2 separate regions of the Gossypium hirsutum genome follow, and region 2 is linked to region 1. A link is a contact called in public Hi-C data. All regions are on one chromosome and are shown on one strand. The core of a region is the stretch at or near the end of the contact, and the rest is flanking DNA. Distances in the headings are between cores, read along the strand shown.

Region 1 (5,499 bases), core at 1,501-4,000:
TTTAACTTTATTAACGTTGCATACACGTGGATTGCCACATGGATAACACATCAACATTTAAATTTTTTTAAATTTTAAACATTTGAAATTTTTTTTATAAAAACCATCATTAATAATTAAAAATCATTAAAAATATAAAAAAGTATTTTTTAAATTTAAAAAAAGTTAATTAAATGGCAACATGTCATCTATGTGGCAATCTATGTGGATGCCATGTCAACAAAATTAGTAAACATTAACTTTTTCATCTATTTTGAAAAGATTTGACAAAAAAAATACAAGTTCAAAAGTTACAAAAGATAAAAAATTAAATAAATAACTAAAATGACTTTAAACTTGAAAGGCTAAAAAAGCCATGATGCTAATTTTAAATTCATGTCAGTTGGGTTTCAAATAATAATTTTAATTATTGTTTTAAACAAGTTTTGAATACGAACAATTTAATATCACCAAGGACTTTAATCTTTCCATAAATTATAAAATTAAAAATTATTATGTAATTTTTATCAAAGAAAAATTATTGTATAATAAAATTACACTTTAGTCTTTTAAAAATAAAAATATTTTTATTTAGTTGTTTCAAAAGGAATGAAGTTATAAATTAATAAAAGATAAAATTTCTGGATTGAGATTGGATTTTCGTATTAACATGAAGTTAGTATTATTGTTATTATCATATCAAGAGAAATAAAATGAAAAAAAAAACCTGAGAAATAAATTTCCAAAACAAGGCTTTGAATTTTTGGAAAAAGGCAAGAACGGTCCAATTAAAATGAATGATCCCAAATCTTGTAACGTGGTAGGAGAGGAGAAGGCATGAAATGTAACATATACATTCTCGGCCAAAAAGCCAAAGTCACGGCACAATCAAGGCCACGTGCTTCCTGATGTCATCATCTCCACGAAAATCTCACCCGTTGGATCAACCACGTGGAAGTTAGCGGTGACCTCCCACAAAAAATAAAAAGAAAATAAGGAGGTCCGGTCCCACAAAAGCAAAGTCCGTAGGCAAAGGCAAAGACCACGTGTGCGATCGAGAAAGGTGGCGAAAGGCTCCAACGGTCGCATGCTATCGGTGTGCGGTCCTCTATGGGCACAGACAGCCAAGCCGGCCCTTTATCATCATGATTCATGGCCGCCGCTTTGGTTTTTGAATTTCACGTAATACAACAAAACAAGAAAAAGAGTTCTCGGCTTCTAGTCTTTAAGCTTGGATTTTACATACTTGTATTATTTCTATCCTTGTTGGATTCAGAAAGTTGATTATAATACGGAATCGTGCTGGATATGGTAGTAGATGAAAATTAATGCCGTATCTCTAGTGAAAGCTACGAGTGGATAAGACTGTCGTGTAGTTTGGGGTCTTAGAGGGAGAATTTCATGTGAAAATAAGTTAGTAATATTTTATTTGGAGAATGGATATAAAAGGTTTTCTTCATAGAATCATTTGTCTAGTTTGCGTTATACAAGCATAATTATATGGTCCTATTAGTACAGATCTCATTGGGCAAGCTAGGCGTCTTATGCTTCTCACGAGATGGTAGGTGGGAGTAGTTGACATGGAATCGATAATAACTCTCCTTTTCTTAACTTTTAATCATCTCCATCTTAGATAATCTTAGGGGCAGAAGAAGAAATTTGTATATTTATATTCAAAATTAGTTTTTTTAGTATGAATGTGGAAGAGCTAATTATTGATGGGATAATAAGATGTGTTTAGAATATAATTAGTTTTAATTTAAAAATTTATTTTTATTTATCAGAAAAAAAAAGTCTCATCTCACGTTTATCCTTCCAACAAAATTAAACATGTTGATATGATGGGGGTGTTAGTAATTAAGATGTGTGGATGTGAGAATCAATGACTGAAAAAGGAAAAAGATAGAAATGATGTGTGAAAAGAAGCCTCTAAATGAATCCTTAATTTCCTTACCCAAAAGAGTTAGGAACCTAATAATGGAAGCATGCAAAGCTAAGTCCAGCTTACACGCAAATTATTACATATATCATATCACAGCTTCCCATTCCCATTTGGATTTTACATTTGCATTTGCAATTGATTAACGATTATAGTGTGCCTCTGCAATATGCTACACCACCCCCACGTGCATCTACTTTAGCTTTCTCATAATTTCTTTCCTCTCCAATCCCATACCCCAAACAAACAGATTTCCGATCTTCTTTTCCTTCTCTTTTCTGCCTTTATGTAGGATTTTCGCCGGGAAGAAGGCTATTATTTTTCCCATTACCTATGCAATTAAATAAACAATGGATCGTACATGTTGTCCCTACAATTACATCATCTTTATATATGTATAGGACGGATGAAAGTCCCCCTCACTAATCTTATATATTATTTAATTATCTAAGCATTACATTAATACATACGTTATCTTATCTTCTTAAACGAAATTCACAACCGTACACGTCCCCCTATATAATAATATAGACTAGAAGGGTACAAGCTAAAAAATATATTTTTTTTCATTTAAAAGTGTGCTAAGAAGTCTGAAGAAAAAAGTATGAGTGTAATGCAAAAATTAAATGTAATTATTGAATTGTATATAAATAAATTTCTTTTGTATTTCCGAAACTTATTTCTTCAATTTATTCCTGCTATCCAAAGTATTGTTTGATTCACATGCACAATAAAGATAGGTATAGTTTTATTTAATTTAAATAAACAAAAAAAAACATAATTTTAATTATTTATACACCCAAACCGAAGCCAAGAGCTTTATCATTATGGTTTATGCCGTAAGAATATCACATGGGGGTGAACTCCGTTCACACTTGAACCAGATAAAAGACCGCCCAAAAATCTACGTATGAAAGCCTCCACCCCACTGTCCGACCAACAATGGGGCGCTCATGCCTCATGCAATGAATGACAACCGGCAGTGTTCAATATCCGTACAAGTGTTTGACCTACAATTGCCCGTCGATCCTTTAATAACTCTCTCTCTCCCTTTCTCAGTTGCCAAAAATCTCACTTTCCTTTAGAACTCTCTTCCTTTCTTTCTCTCACTAAACAAAGCATTCTTCTTCTTCTTCTTCTTCTTCTTCTTCTTCTTTTCTGTGGTGTGCAAGCTCTTTTTGATGAACAAGAACTGGAGTGTTTGATTGATACATGGAGAGAAAACAGGGTGTAAAGGTGGAAGATGTATTGGGAAACTCATCGTGTTCGGTGAATGATTTCCCATTACAAAGTATATTTGATTTGAGCAGCAACGAAGAAGAGAAGATCCGGTCGTTAGGGTTCATGGACTTGCTGGGTGTTCAAGACTTGATCTGTAGTCCTGTATTGGAGATCATGGCAGCACAGCAGGCTCCCTCTCTAATGGCAACCCAACCACCCAATCCTTTTTCTTCCACGAAGATCGAATCTCCTCATGAGGTTTTCAATCAGCCTGCCACTCCTAACTCTTCCACGATTTCATCTGCATCAAGTGAGGCTGCTCATGATGAACCTGCTAAACTAGATGACCAAGAAGAGGACCAGCGAAAAACCAAGAAACAGTGAGTTCAACTCTTTATACTACACTATTTTCTTTTCTTAAGAAGAGAGAGAAAGAGACGAAGATGTGTCTTTTCCGTCTATGTGAGCCAGTGTTCCTGTTTACTGCTAAACAGGTGTCCCATTTTGAAATTAATTTGGATAAGATATCAGGGTTTTGGTTTCCATCAAAGTGATTTGAAGCTGATCATGAAGATTATTTTTTGTTGTTTTGGCGTTTATGGGTTTAGGTTGAAACCCAAGAAGACAAATCAGAAGAGACAGAGAGAACCGAGATTCGCGTTCATGACAAAGAGCGAGGTTGATCATTTGGAAGATGGTTACAGATGGAGAAAGTACGGACAAAAAGCTGTAAAAAACAGCCCCTTCCCTAGGTACTAACTTCAATGTCCCAACTTCAACCTATTTTAGTTCCCTCATTCTGTATGTTATTCTTTTCACCAATTTAGTTAAAATCACAGAGACAGGCAACTTCCATAGGTTATAATGTTTACACTGTTTAATTCTCTTAGGAGTTATTATCGTTGCACCACCATCTCATGTAATGTGAAGAAAAGAGTTGAGAGATGTTTCAGTGATCCAAGCATCGTGGTAACCACTTACGAAGGCCAACATACTCACCCCAGTCCGGTCATGCCTCGTCCCAACCTTGTTGGTTCTCATCTGAATTCAGCCATCTCCGCCGCAAGTTTTGGCATGCCAATGCAAACTACTCCATCTCACTATCACCAGCATTTTCAACAGCCTTTTACTGATAACTTGTCTCCTTTGAACTTTGGCCATAATGGGTCCCTTAACGCCACTTTTCTTAATCAGAAGCGCTTTTGCACCCCAGGGCCAGAACCAGGACCGTCTTTGCTTAAAGACCATGGCCTTCTTCAGGACATTCTGCCATCCCATATGCTGAAGGAAGAGTAGATTAGAACATCCATTACCTTTATATGTAATTCTCCACTTGGAATGGAAAGAGGTATAGCGAAATGATCAGTTCACTGGTATGTGGCTTTTTTTTTTTTGCTGAGAGGTGGCATTTTTATTGAACAAGGAACTCGCTGCCCCTTTTATGCAAAGCTTGATTAATATTACTGTAAATTGGACTTGGTTTTAGTTTCTTATTTGGGTTTTTTTTAAATGTTTTTTTGCCACATTTAGTTAGTCTGGATATGTAGAGATTATGCACCAGGGAAATGGTTCTTTCTTTAACTCTTCTGAGTGATCTGACCCTTTGTTTGTCCTATACCTTTGTTTTTGTTATTATCAAAGGAATATGCATTGATTCCCGTATGAAACTAAGTAGTGCTTGAGGGCTAGGGTTCTTCAGAGAACAATTAATGCAGAAGCTAGAAAGCTCTCTATTTTCTATTTGTCTGGGAACCAGCCAAATCCAAAATGTTCGTAGCACTAATGAGGCCCTGCAAAAAAAGAAACAAAAGAAGGGGGAGTTAGAATTTAGTGAGAAAGAAGATGAATGTGCAGTAGCTAAATATGCTTGAGTTGGGTTGGGGCAGATGGAACAATAACTTGAGATCGACTTGCATAGTAATAACTCTCCTTTTCTTGCGTCTACATCTCAAAGATTTGGTTCATTGAATGGTGAGATGGGGGGATTCAGTGTATTGTTTAATTAAAGGGAGATTGAAGTCATTTTACCTATTCATGCACTATACATTACACATATATATGGAGCAATGATTCTTTTATTCTAATTATATTATGGGGTCTGAATTGAACATCGCTATCGACAGCTTCTTCGCGGTTGTATATGTGATGTCTACTGGGCATGTGAATATCAGTCACTGTTAAAGAATAATATTGTCGCCAGTGCCAGGTTGATTATTGGGAAAGAAATGGTACTGAATGCAAAAGGGAAAATCAGTTACCTTTCTAGGGTATAGCTAGCTAGTATAAAGAAAAAAGTCGAGATAATCCATTCCGTGATTGCTAGGGCCTACTGCCGCCCCCCAACCCAGGACATAATCCCC
Region 2 (5,355 bases), core at 2,479-4,978, 150 kb before region 1:
TTCTAACGTAGGAACGACCGTACAGAGGAGAAGACCTGGTGGCCATGCGTGGGAACCACTCGTGGGAGTCCTGATCTGCTATTGTTCTAGCGTTTTCCAGAAACCTTTAGGGTTTCTGGTATCCTCTGTTATTGGGCCTTTTTCGGGTTATTTTTGGGTCTCGAGTTTGGGCCTGAAATTTTGTAAATGGGTTTGGATTTAATTTAGGCCCGAAATTTTGTAAACGGATTAGGTCTGGGTTTTAATATTTGGGCTGAACTGTAAATGGACTTTGGACCTATAAATAATTTAGTTTATTATTTCTGTTTGATATTTTTTGATATTTTTTGGTTTTTTATAAGCCCGGGAAAATTGGGCCTATTACAATTATGTTCCATTTCTTCATTATTATGTTTTTCACATATAAAATCCACAAGCCATGTCATTAAATGTGTCCGTTTTCTCTTTTGTTATCTTTGTCTCAAACATGAACTTGTTCCTTTTCCTTTCTCATTTTCTTTCTCTTATTAATAAAGCCATATCATTTAGCACCGATAGCATTGTGGATATGGATTTGTTAAAATCTTTTCTTTTTTAAAGTGAATATATGGCAACACATCTATGCATTCTAAAGCTTTAATTGGTAACTAATCACCATGGTAGTTGGGTGTCAGGCCCTACTTGAAATAACTTAATTAATTAGTTAAAATATACATAATTATAATCTTTTATGAGTGATTTTTCATCGATACTGCCTATCTTTATGGACCAATAATCTGTTGAAAAGTTGTCATATTTTAGGTGAGAAAAGGGGCTCCCATCACAATTACCCAAGTAAACTTGAATTTCATATAATCCAAGCGTGTCAATGGTTCCATCTCTTCAAACAAATTCGATATCCAATCCTATCCTTATTTAAGAAACATTCTTTTTCAACCCATCTCATTCAAAATCAAGAAGAAATGGCTTGAATATTCTTCATATCTCCCTTTCTTCATTATTATGTTCCACGAATAAATTCGTAAAGTTAGCTCACTAAATACACCCATTTTCTCTCCATCTTCTCCATCTTTGACTTGAACATGTTCCTCTACCATTCCCAACTTATTTTATTCAAATATGAAATTTAAAGGTGGATGGCATTGGAGATGAATTGGTTAGAATTATATTCTAGACAAAAACAATCAATGGAAGCCAATGCATCTCTGCATTTTGAAACTAACAGGGAATTGAATGCCACCACACAATTAAGTGCTAAAGCCTCTTGGAAATGACTTAATTGAATATTTAAAATTTCATTATCATCTTATCATAATCATAATCTTTTATAAGTGATTCTTCCACCTATGCTACTTCTCTTTATGTATAATAATGTTTTTTAAAATTGTCGTATTCTAGGTGTGAAGAGTGATTCTCATCAATATTACCCAAATAGATTTGGATTTCATTTAGTCCAAACGTGTCCATGGTTCTACCTTTTCAAACCAGCTTAATATCCAAACCCTTCCATGCTTAAGAAACATTTCTTTCATATTATCCACTTGAAACTTAAAAAATAAATTGTTTGTTTGAGGTTCTCCACCTTCCAAATTCTCCTCTTCGAATTTATCTTTCAAGCTGCTAGCTTTATAAAAACAATCAAACATTTGTTCAGTGTGTGCATAGTTTTGCAATCAACAAAACTAACAACCATTTTCTTAGATTCCATCAATACACCTATCACATTCCATCCACTTATATTGCCTCTACCATCTTCCACATGATATTTTAACTGTATCAATTTGTATTAAAGGTTGCTTGTAGGTTTTTTTTTTTTATAAGTGTCCTTTGAGTTTTGAAGAAATTAAGCATTATGTTGACGTTGGTTTAACCTCTTCCAATATATGGAGCACTTATTAAACTGCACATACTGACTTCGATGGAATGATTGAGAAGCCAAAAAATCATTCAACTTGTTTGCTTTACCTCCTTGATTCTGGAGAAACTTAATCATATATATTTTTAGAAAACATCGTCGGTGGATATTTGATGGCAGATTGTTGACTTCCAAATCATCATTTTAGAATCTATCACATTCTCTTTTACTTCAATTATGTTATATCAAATATTTTCCAAGTCATTTTGCTACTCTCTATATATAATATAATAAGTAAATTTCTCACGTTATGGGATATTTTTCTGAATTGTTATATAATCTTTTTCAATATACCAAAAGATGCTAATCTATGTAATGATTAATATCATTTTAAATTATAATTCTTTATATTTATAAAACAAATTATTTGCAAACAAACCTTTCTTAAAAGAAAAGCAATTGAGGTCATTAAATTAGATTAAAAAACCTACCACAACTTTGAGCTAAATCAAAGTGTAAATAAGAGCCATCGTTTATTAGTTGACGTAAATGATAAAAGCTTAAGTTAATGATGATTTATCCTGAATTACCAAAATATTTACATAAAATCCTAACAAGTGGAATCAATGTAAAGTCGGCGGTGAATGAACTTGTCATAGAAATTGAGCACCTTGTTTTACCTAAAGGATTGCCACATCTTGACCACCTGTCAGACTTTGTTATCATTAATTAAAAATATTGAAATGGTCAGGCGGTTTATAGCACCCAAAATTCAAACTCTGAAATAAAGCAACGGCGACTCGGGACCTTAATGTTAGTATAAATTTAATTAGAGATGGATTTGTATGGTGTGGGTTCTAGCACAAGCTGAGTAACAAAATTTATCCCTTCTTCAACGCCAAGAAATATCAGATTAATTATATATTCAAAAAAAGTTTAAAAGCTCCACTGGGGTTTATCTATCTATTCAGACAGTTTTTTTCTTAGAAATATATGAGTATATATATAGAAAGTTGTTAATTTGATATATTAGTCGGTTCCATGACGTCCACCAAACAATATTCTTCAAATCATTCATGTACATGGCTCAAATGATCGTATTTGATTGAAAATTGCTTACATTTTGACTTTGAGACGAAAAACGCATTGTATCCCTACTCAACTCTGGTTAATGCCTTCTGGAGTTTACTCAAAGCTGCATCAGTTAATTTTAAACCCAAATTGATGATATGGAGTTCTTACCACAAGTAACCAACGTTGGTTATGTATTACAGTTCTGCTTCAAGAAAAAAAAATCCAAGTCCTTCAATAAATAAACTATACAATATCAGATAATCGTATGTATCTGCATTGAATGTTTTTGTAAATCAAAAGGAGTTATCAAGTTTCATCCCAAACTTTTAATATTAAACCTCATTTGTCAGCGTTAATGATTGATCAATCAGTTAGAGGATATACCCCAGTTTGGCTGCGCCGCCTTTAGAAATACGCGCCTGCTGCATTTCCCAGGCAGCTATGTTCATAAGCTCTATGTGTAGAGTTAGATTCAGCTGAGATTTACGAAATTCTAACACATGTTCTTTCCACCAAATCCAACAGCAAACTGGATTGCTTCTGTTTGGGGAGAGTCATAAACCGTGTCCGCGTTCAGGATTTTTGGTTTAAGATAAGATTTGAGGATTGTCAGCTTGCAAGTGGAAAATTGATTGTGTGTGGGAGCAAAACTTGGCTCAAGCCAATGGAGTGGAGGATGGGCCCCGCCCCACGAAATATCTAACACATTTATATGCTGTAGCTGTCTGGACGGTTTTATTTTATTTTATTGCAAAGGTGGATGTGGAGGGAGCGCGAGTGATTGGTGATTTATGCATAGCATTGTTGCAAAATAACTTTAATATTAAATGAGTGACAAGAAAGGGAAGAAGCAAGTTGCGGGGTTTTATGTCGTGTTGCCTAACTCCCTTTTTATCTTTCTCACAATCAATTGGTTGGAGATCTTTAATCCTTTTGATTTTTATCTGTTCCTATGACTAGTAAGTACTGTAGGTTCATTAACTCTCCAAACAGCTCTGCTTGTCTCTTTTAATCATTTTGGCAGTAAGTAATAACATTGCAAGGGGATACAGGAAGTGGTGATGGACGATTCTGTCTCTCCAAAATTGGCTTCAGATGATTCCGAACTCAACCCAACTGATACTCAGTCATCCAAAAGAAGGTTAGTGGTATTTAATATATACTCAAATTTTCTAGTCTTTGGCTAGTACATGGCTGTTTTGACATCTTTAGCAATGGTTTATTTCAGGGATAACATTTCTAAGTCTTAGATATGTTGTATTTAGCAGGAAGGTGGTTGAGAAGATTGTTGTTACACTGAAGGTAGGAGAAAATGGTGGAAAGCTAAAGAGCGAGGGGCCTCCTTCTGATTTATGGTCCTGGAGAAAATATGGGCAAAAACCTATCAAAGGATCTCCTTATCCCAGGTGTGCTTTCTTCTGCGTCGCGATTTCTTGCTTTATATCGTCCTTAAGATGAACTCATAAACTTTTGTCAATACATCCAAAACTTACATCATGTTTCTTCAGTTCTGTGCATGTTTTTGTTGAAGTTTGAGTTAGAACTACATTTTTCCTCCCACACCTTAAAATTTAGCCAATAAGGGTTTTTCCGCCCCTTCACGTTGTCCCATTCCTCCGTTCCCCATTGAGAAATCTCACAAGGTTTCATGTTTCATTATGCAGAGGCTATTACAGATGTAGCACATCAAAAGGTTGTTCAGCCAAAAAGCAAGTGGAAAGATGCAAAACAGATGCCTCGATGCTTATCATCACTTACACCTCTAGTCATAACCATCCAGGTCCTGATCTCCACTGCGCCGACCTAAAACAGTCCCCTAAAGAACCCCAAACCACCCATAGTGATGATGATAAGCCCCCAACTACTACGCTGAAGCAGCTCCCGGAGGTTTCAGAAAAAGAGCCAGAAGAAGTAAAAAAGGAGCAAAACAAAACGAGCAGTACAGATGAAGATGCAAGTGAAGAGCAGCATTTTCACTATTTACAATCCCCATTAAGTTTTCCCCAGAATAACATCATTAGCCAAGAAGATCCCTTCAACGGGAATCTAGAGAAAACCCATGACACACTGGGGTTTCTGTTGGATGAAGAGCCACTGTCTTGCCTTCATATAACAACATCTTCAATACCAAAATCAGAAGAAAATGATTTCTTTGATGAGCTTGAAGAACTACCCATATCTTCTGCTTTCACAAGTTTGATGATGCGAAGCAAGTTTTGGGATGAAGGAATTCCTGTTGTCCCTTCTTGATCAGTAGTGTTTATGGGTCTCAGGAAAAAAAAATAAAAGTAGTTAAAATGCTCATAATGAAGTGATTATGCCTTCCAGTACTAATGGTTCTAGTTTAGCATCTTCTATTTTTATCCTCTCTTTTTTTTCTTTTTTTCTTGTTTGAGGGTTCACACAAAAAGTGAAAGTTGGATCACTCTGGCAACCAAAAGGTCCGT

What was found. Hi-C and Micro-C count contacts between places; a contact is called where the count stands out from the background.
Region 2: a Hi-C map of leaf shows a contact between it and region 1, with 1.4 times the contacts expected there. The contact joins the promoter of LOC107924823 here to the promoter of LOC107895304 in region 1. A contact is called at or near these places in 4 of 34 Hi-C or Micro-C datasets (callus and leaf).

What each region holds. Positions count from the first base shown.
Region 1 is chrA11:11,589,272-11,594,770 of Gossypium_hirsutum_v2.1, reverse strand. LOC107895304 (WRKY transcription factor 23) reads left to right here and starts at 2,750. Exons shown (of 3, transcript XM_041081055.1): 1 at 2,750-3,519; 2 at 3,634-3,891; 3 at 4,030-4,720. The coding sequence starts at 3,131. The coding sequence ends at 4,435.
Region 2 is chrA11:11,736,487-11,741,841 of Gossypium_hirsutum_v2.1, reverse strand. LOC107924823 (WRKY transcription factor 22-like) reads left to right here and starts at 3,728. Exons shown (of 4, transcript NM_001416332.1): 1 at 3,728-3,867; 2 at 3,961-4,049; 3 at 4,174-4,314; 4 at 4,573-5,271. The coding sequence starts at 3,970. The coding sequence ends at 5,158. It overlaps LOC107923111 (a long non-coding RNA gene), which reads left to right. Exons shown (of 2, transcript XR_001691522.2): 2 at 26-299.